Linked DNA regions of Podarcis muralis: region 2 is linked to region 1. The links are chromatin contacts, called in public Hi-C maps. All regions are on one chromosome and are shown on one strand. Each heading gives the region's core, a stretch centred on a gene start, on an enhancer-like site or on the middle of the called end of the contact. The rest is flanking DNA. Distances are from core to core; before and after follow the strand shown.

The links. A called contact is a pair of places that touch in the nucleus more often than the background predicts.
Region 2: a contact with region 1 is called in a Hi-C map of blood, with 3 times the contacts expected there. The contact joins the promoter of LOC114594173 here to the promoter of PEX7 in region 1. A contact is called at or near these places in 2 of 3 Hi-C or Micro-C datasets (blood and tail).

The regions. Positions count from the first base shown.
Region 1 is chr3:61,241,647-61,245,498 of rPodMur119.hap1.1, reverse strand. It overlaps PEX7 (peroxisomal biogenesis factor 7), which reads left to right and starts at 1,671. Exons shown (of 10, transcript XM_028723530.2): 1 at 1,671-1,967. The coding sequence starts at 1,811.
Region 2 is chr3:61,467,321-61,471,172 of rPodMur119.hap1.1, reverse strand. LOC114594173 reads left to right here and starts at 1,875. Exons shown (of 15, transcript XM_028723520.2): 1 at 1,875-1,960. The coding sequence starts at 1,934. BCLAF1 (BCL2 associated transcription factor 1) reads right to left here and starts at 1,833. Exons shown (of 14, transcript XR_003705899.2): 1 at 1,692-1,833.

The DNA of each region.
Region 1 (3,852 bases), core at 422-2,921:
ACCAGGAGCCAGTGCAGTTTGAAAAGCACTGGGTGAATATGCTCCCATGGCAGAGACCCCGTGAGGAGCCTCGCTGCAGCATTCTGCACCTGCTGGAGTTTCTGGGACAGCTTCAAGGGCAGCCCCGCGTAAAGCGAATTACAGTAGTCAAGCCTGGAGATGACCATCGCATGGATCACTGTGGCCAGGTCGGGGCGGGAAAGGTAAGGGACCAACTGCTTGATGCGGCGAAGGTGGAAAAATGTCACCTTGGCTGTTGCTGTAACTTGCGCCTCCATGGAAAGTGAGGCATCAAGGATTACACCCAAACTCTTAACGGAAGGCAATGGCACTAATTGGGCCCCCGCACGAGAAGGGAGTTGGTCCCTCATCCCCATGCCATCCCGACCCAGCCATAGGACCTCTGTCTTTGAAGGATTTAGTTTCGGCTCCCACGAAACCATCTAGCCACAGCTTCCAAGCATCTGGTCAGTGTGTTCGGGGCCGAGTCGGTGTGGCCATCCATCAGCAGATAGAGCTGAGTGTCATCAGCATACTGGTGACAGCCCAGCCCAAAGCTCCGGATAATCTGGGATAATGCACACTTCTTCAGATACCATGCACGTGCATGCACATGAAAGCTCATACCAATAGCAAACTTAGTTGGTCTCTAAGGTGCTACTGGAAGGAATTTTTTTATTTTGTTTCATCTACGGCAGACCAGCACGGCTACCTACCTATATCTAAAAGATCAACATAGTTCTAATTGAAATAAATTTTAAAATTCAATAGCTACACAGCCCCAAAGCCCTGCCCAACCCTCATACTTTTAAGCCTTTTATAGTCTGCCTTTGGGACGCGGGTGGCGCTGTGGGTTAAACCACAGAGCCTAGGACTTGCTGATCAGAAGGTCAGCGGTTCGAATCCCCGCAACGGGGTGAGCTCCCATTGCTCCTGCCAACCTAGCAGTTCGAAAGCACGTCAAAGTGCAAGTAGATAAATAGGTACCGCTCCAGCGGGAAGGTAAATGGCGTTTCCGTGCACTGCTCTGGTTTGCCAGAAGCGGCTTAGTCATGCTGGCCACATGACCCGGAAGCTGTATGCCGGCTCCCTCGGCCAATAAAGCGAGATGAGCGCCACAACCCCAGTCAGCCACGACTGGACCTAATGGTCAGGGGTCCCTTTACCTTTACCTAGTCTGCCTTTAGATAAGGGGCAGGGCCAGCCCCTCCATGAGGCAAGGTGAGGCAACTGCCTCGGGCAGCAGAATCCACAGGGGCGGCAGATCCAGACGTAAGTCTTTAGTCCCCCTCCTTGTTGCCTGATGTAGATCTTCAGGCACCCCTTCATCCCTGGTGGGGAGGGGGAGGCCGCCATTTTGTGGCTCGCCTCAGTTGCCTCAATGTATTGGGCCACTCCTTTGCACTGGGTTAGAGAACACGATTAACGGCGCTTCGAACCACGGCAAGGAAATGAAGCGCGCCCACCTCTGCTCGCTATCGTCTTTCACGTTTCTTCCCCGCACGTGGGGGGAAACGTCCCTCGAGCTGCGACGAGGAACCGGAAGCCTCGTTGAAGAAACACCGAGCAGGCTACTGCTATTGCAAGCCCTAGGGCGCTTCTCCATTACCGCCCCGCCCCAGAAACTGGAGAGGCGGCGCTCTTTACCCAAACCTATGATGGCGGCGGAGGCGACTTCTGCCCACAGTTCCGGAGGCCGGAGCTGGGCGGGGCGACTGCGACGGGAGCGGGACCTCCCCACAGAGAAGGAGAGGCGGCAGCGCCTCTCCCGCAGCCGGCCCGGGATAGCTCGAGCGACGCGGTTGAGGCTATGAGCCGCGGCGGCGGAGGTGGTGGTGCCGCGCCGGCGAAGCCCCCGAGGGCGCAGGCCTTCCGCCTGCCCGGCCGTCACGGCTATGCGGTCGAGTTCTCGCCTTACCTGCCCGGGCGCTTGGCCTGTGCTGCCTCGCAGTACTACGGGATTGCAGGTGAAGCGGCAAGCAGAGTGCGCATGCGTGGAGAGGGGGCAAAGCCGTGTTGTGTTTTCCAGGCTGCCCGGTTCTTCCTGCCCATCGACGTTGGTTGAAGGATGTGGTTTGCCGGGCAAGCAATTCTTTTAAAAAGAGTAATCTAAAAAGAAATCGAACGGCATCCCGTTTGCATGATTACCTTCCAAGCAAGCGTGATCCCAGCCTTGTTGACTTGACAGCAAAGCCCCACGGATTTCGGTGGGGCTCGCTAGTTGCTGCCGCCTAGGCTTGAGAGCTGCAGCCTTTAGATGAGTATGCGCTCAGTGGGGCTTGCTTTGGAGTAAGCACGCTTTTGGTCGGGCTCGTGCTTCGACGTTGAAAGGTTCCCACAGTGCATAGTAGAAAAAGGCAGTGCTTTTTTTCTTTAAAAATGTTTAGGGGTACTCTCATTTGGACTCAAGAAAAACCACCATTTTATAATTGAAATCGGGGAAAATTAATACAGTAAATGGACAAAAGTGCGAAGATTCGCAAATGTTTAGGGGTATGCATAGCCCCAGAAAAAAAGCACTGGAAAAAAGTGTGCATCGAAGGCATCCGAACGGAAGAAGCGTGCTGTAGGATTTCTTGTAAGATTCTGAGCTGGAGGAAAGAGTGTTAAAATAGCACTTCCATTATGTGCAGTATCAAAACTGTTTACTAAAACACACATACCTAATCCCAGTTGTTTCCATGGTTGTCTGCTGATGATCTGCCATAGGATGTGCTTTTTTGAGGTACTTGTGGCTGATACTTAGATGTAAAGACCAACCTTAACAGTGTTTAAACATAAGGGCCTAAGAACAGTCCTGCTGGATCAGACCAAAAACCCAGTAGCCAACGATATGCCCATGAAAAACCCATAAGCAGAACACTCTCCACTTGTGCTCCCCAGCAACTGTTATTTACAGGCATATCACCTCTTATACGCACTAAAGGACAACTTCATATACTGTATATGCCACCCTAGTATCTTCTTTGTTTTAGAAAATGGTTCATTCCAAACTGTAACACTTGACTGTAACACTTTAGATAGGTTTGATTGTGTAAGTGAAAAAAACAACTTGAACACCGGGTATTTTATAGAATTGTTTTGCAGTCCTGTGCATGCTTTCCTGAAAGCAACTCCTGTAAGTCAGTCTTCTTAAATCACCATTTGGTGGCATTGGACCTGACATTCAAGCTTGCTTAAGATGTCTAGTAATGTTCAGCTGAGGTTTTAAAATGCTTTGTATTTATCTCTAAGACTACTGTTGAGTGTCCTGTCACTTCTTACCAATCCCATACCAATGAAGAACATGGTTCTGATCTTGCACCAATAGCATTAATTTCATGGGATTTGTGCAAAAGAATGTCCTGGTGAATTATGTGCTTGCATGACTTAATATATAAAACAGCAGAATTCTTCACAGTATGTTTACATAAAATATGTAAGGTTTGCTGTATTAAGTGGTGCTTATTTAACAGGTAAATATACTGCAATTGACAACAATTAAGTGCATATTTATACAACTTAATGAAGTCAATGGAGTTAAACTCCCACAACTTTCTGTGGCTACTGTTTCTTTACTAAGGTAACAAGAGTAGTAGTTTACAAGCATTTTACTGTTGATTTCCCCACCCTTCTGCTTCAGTGTCTAACTTTGCATTTTCCCCATCACACATTTATAGCTGTTGATTCCTACCCACTATGGCACGAGTGTCAAACACAAGGCCCGCGGGCCGAATCCGGCCCGCCAGACCTTGTCATGTGGCCTGTGTAGCCGCTGCCAGCCGCCAGCCTTCACCTTTTATTCTCGCTTTTTTTTTTTTTTGACACAAGAAAGCCACCTCTTCAGCGCATGTGCAGCAGCCTACAAGCCAG
Region 2 (3,852 bases), core at 626-3,125, 230 kb before region 1:
TGCAGACAGAGTAGACTGCCTGTTCCATCTCAGTGTGAGTCACCGAGCTAGGCTTACCAGCTTTCAGAACAGGAGAGCAAGTAATCCTGACATTTACACTCTGAAAGTAAAACCTTCTCAGGTATAAGTGACCTGTTCCTTGCCATCATAATTTGGAAAATGTTGCAGCCTAACAGTGAAGTCTTTTCTTTCCTGAGTGAAAGTACAGGTACAAGCCCTAATACAATTTGTCAATACAATCTCCCTTAATGCTATTTGAAGATCTTAATACTTAGAGAAGGAAGTATACCATATCAAGAACCATAGTTCAATGGTAGAGCAACTGCTGATTGACATGCCCCGGATACAGCAAGGAAAAGACTGAAACCACAGAGTGCAGCTGCCTGTCAGTGAAGACACTACTGAGCTAGATAGACTAATGAGCTGACTTGGTGTAAGGCACCTTCCCAAGTGCCAAATAATAATTATACCAAGTTCACTGTGGAGAATGAGGCAAAGAGTCATAATTAACAACTCTTTTCTTGCTTTGACTTGGGTAAGCTCAATCCCATGAAATGAATTGAAAGGGCCTGGATCACACTGTAAATTTTACCTCCAGGTGCTGCTCTCAGAGGACACATTTGCATGAGCCTGGGGCAATATCCACACACTGCTGTAGTTGAAAGATACTGCAAATTACTGCGATAAGTCATTTTTTGTATCTGTTGGTAATGAAATTCTTAAGGATACACCCCCTTTCTCCAATATAAGGCCTCCCGCGAAACACTCTTGAGCATCATTTGGAAGCAAATTTAATCGTGCGGACTTGCCCAGAGTCCTGGCACTGTGTGAAGAAGGCACGATCCACTGACTACTCTGCAAACCTTTTCGCCTTTCTCAACAAAAGGTCTGGTGCTCAACTGGGAGCTGCAGCCAGTTACGGGCAGCTGCCTGGCAGGCACGTGCATGGCGACATGCGTGTTCGAGGCATCCATTTAGGGCCTTCGGTGCGGCGAGTGTGCCGGGAGGCTGCCAAGGACTCTCTCCTTCCCCCTAGCTACACCTCGTCGCCCTTCAACTGATTGGTCAGGGTGGCGAAAGATGGAGGCAAGTCAAAACGTTATCAGGCGCCGCTCGTCGCGCGGAAAAGACTAATCAGAAAGCGACGCCCCCCCCCCTCCGCTCTCGAAGGGCGAGGCGGGCCGCTCTCCTTGGGCCCGCCCAGCCGGCCTCGTTCCGGCCTACCTGTTTCCTCCCCCCGCCCCATGGGGGAAAGAGGCGGGAGGGAACGGGGAGAGATGACGGGCCCTGGTCCAAACAAGGGAGGCTGCGCGCAGTCTGTGTGTGTGTGTGTGTGAGGGAGATGGGAGCCGCCTCTAGTCCCCCTCCCCCTCAGTTCCTCCCGCCCTTGTGAGGCAGACCAAGCCCCTCCCCCGCCTTCAGTTAGAAAAAGGGAGGGGGGGTTGCGAAGGGAAGAACTCGAGGGAATTTTTCAAAAAATAACGGCGTCTGGAAGCGGGGGGCGGGGGAGGGTTGCCGAGCGCGCTTAACGAGGCTTCTCGCGCCGGAGCTCCGAAAGCTGGCGGTGGGGGGGGGGGCGTTTGGAGGGAGCGGCTCCCATGGCGCCCGAGGAACAACCCGAGCAGGCAGAAGACCTCTCTGGCTCCAGCCCTCCTCGGGCCGTTCGAAGTCCTGCGTTGGCTATGGCTCACCCTTCTCTGAGCGACAGCTCCCGTTCGGCTCTCTACCGCTCGGCGGCCATTTCCAGTCTCGGCGAAGGAAAAGAAATGGGGGGTGGCGGGGGAGAGAGACAGAGAGGAAGGAACAACCATAGAGAGAGAAAACCACTTTCTGCGACGTTAGAATAGCACGATGGCATCACTTCCGCTCGGAGAGAGGGCGGAGAGGAAATATGACCTCTTTACCTTGGCGTCTCCGGCTACCCGTATGAAAGATGGCGGTTAGAAGCGGCCGAGGCGGTGTGAGTGACGCTAGCTGCCCTGGCAGGAAGTCTTCGGGATCACGTGATCTTTCCTTGTGTTGGAAGGACACAGGGAGGGAAAAGCCTATGCTGCTGAGGCGCATGCGCCCTGTGGCGCTTTTTTTTTCTTGTTAGGTATCGTCTGCGCAACAAATCACGGGTAATAAATAGGGTCGATTGCTCGAGTCTTCAGAGTTTTGCAATAGCTGCGGGATTACGCCATAGTTTGGGGGGAAACATAAGGGCAGATAATTTCGGGTTCGCATTATTTTGCTCATTTAGGAAAATGTTCGCGCATAGGGTTAGCAGGGAAATTGTGTAACTGCCTTAAAGCCAGCCATTGAGCTGCGTTCCTTGGTTCAAATCCAGGATACTGTACAGTCTCCTACTTTGCACTTCTCTTTTTAGTTTATTGTGCTCTTTCTTGGGAAAAGTATTGAATGGCATTTTTCAGTCTTTTGAGTCCGTTGCTGCAAAAAGAATGAATAGTTCTGTGGCATCTTAAATTCATGCCACAATTAATTTGTTACCCTGTAAGGTGCCACAAGACTCTTCTTGTTGTTTTAGAACAGCGTTGTAGCATCACAACATCCATTTAATGTAGGTTGGACTGAGAGACAGCAACTTGTTTCTTGCCATCCAGTCAGCTTCTGTACCTTTGGGGCTAACGCTGCGCTCATTTCCCAGCCATCATCAGTTCCATCCCCATCAATCCCAACCATCATTACTTAGCATTTCAATTTCATAGAACCCATGTTTTAAAACTGGCTAACTGACCCTATCTGTTTTCACATGGAGTGTCCTGGGGAAATGATCCACTGTTATTGAAACCTAGACCTGTCCATCCATCAAAATGAAAGATGCTCCCAACCTCTCAATTCCTTCCCCACTCAAGGTTATGGTGTTTGCCTAGCTGGCATGGTTTTGCCATATATGAGCACTTAAGTCCACAGAGTGACTTGGGACTTTAGAGTATCCCTGATTCAACATGAGACACCTTATTAACAGCACAATCTGACCTGGGCATGTACAAACTGTCCAAATCCCTCATTTCACATTGTCATTTAGGCTTCACAGAGAGCCAAAGCACACCTCTTGTAAATACCTTATAAGCAACAATTTACGAAAGAAATAAAGCAGCTTCTGTCATCTATCGCTTGTACATTGTGGGTCTTTACAAAATTGAATAGGTAGGGAAAGAAGCCGTATTGTATACTTTATGACTCTAAGGACAGAACATATCAATAGGTGGCACTCTTCACTCATGCTGCTATCGTTATATATCACTTAGTATAAGTATAAGCAATTTCGGTATAGTATAGTATAGTATGTGTTTTTTTCTGGGGGGACGCAGGGGTCCCCTAAACATTTTTTGAACCTCTGTACTTTTGTCCATTTACTGTATTTTTCCCATTTTGAACTATAAAATGGTGATTTTCTTGAGTCAAAACCCAAGTTTTCGATCAAGCACATCCCTGCTTGCTGTGCTGCTGAAAATGTTGCCCATATGGGGAGCAGGACCTTCTCTGTGACAGCACCACAATTGTGGAACTACCTCCCATTGTTGAAATGACTGCCCCCCTCAGTATTGTCAATTTGTTGCCACTTGAAGGGCATTTATGCATTCAGGCCTTTGGAATAAATTGAATATTTGCACCATGTGGTATTTATATTTATTTTATGTAGGATTTTATGTACTGATTGTGATAGCTCAGTCGGTAGAGCTATGAGACTCTTAATCTCAGGGCTGTGAGTTCGAGTCCAATGTTGGGCAAAAGGTTCCTGCATTGCAGGGGGTTGGGCTAGATAATTCTTGTAGTTCCTTCCAACTCTACAATTCTAATATTCTATGATTGGAGGCAGTGGCCAGGAAGTAAGGATGAAATTTGGCT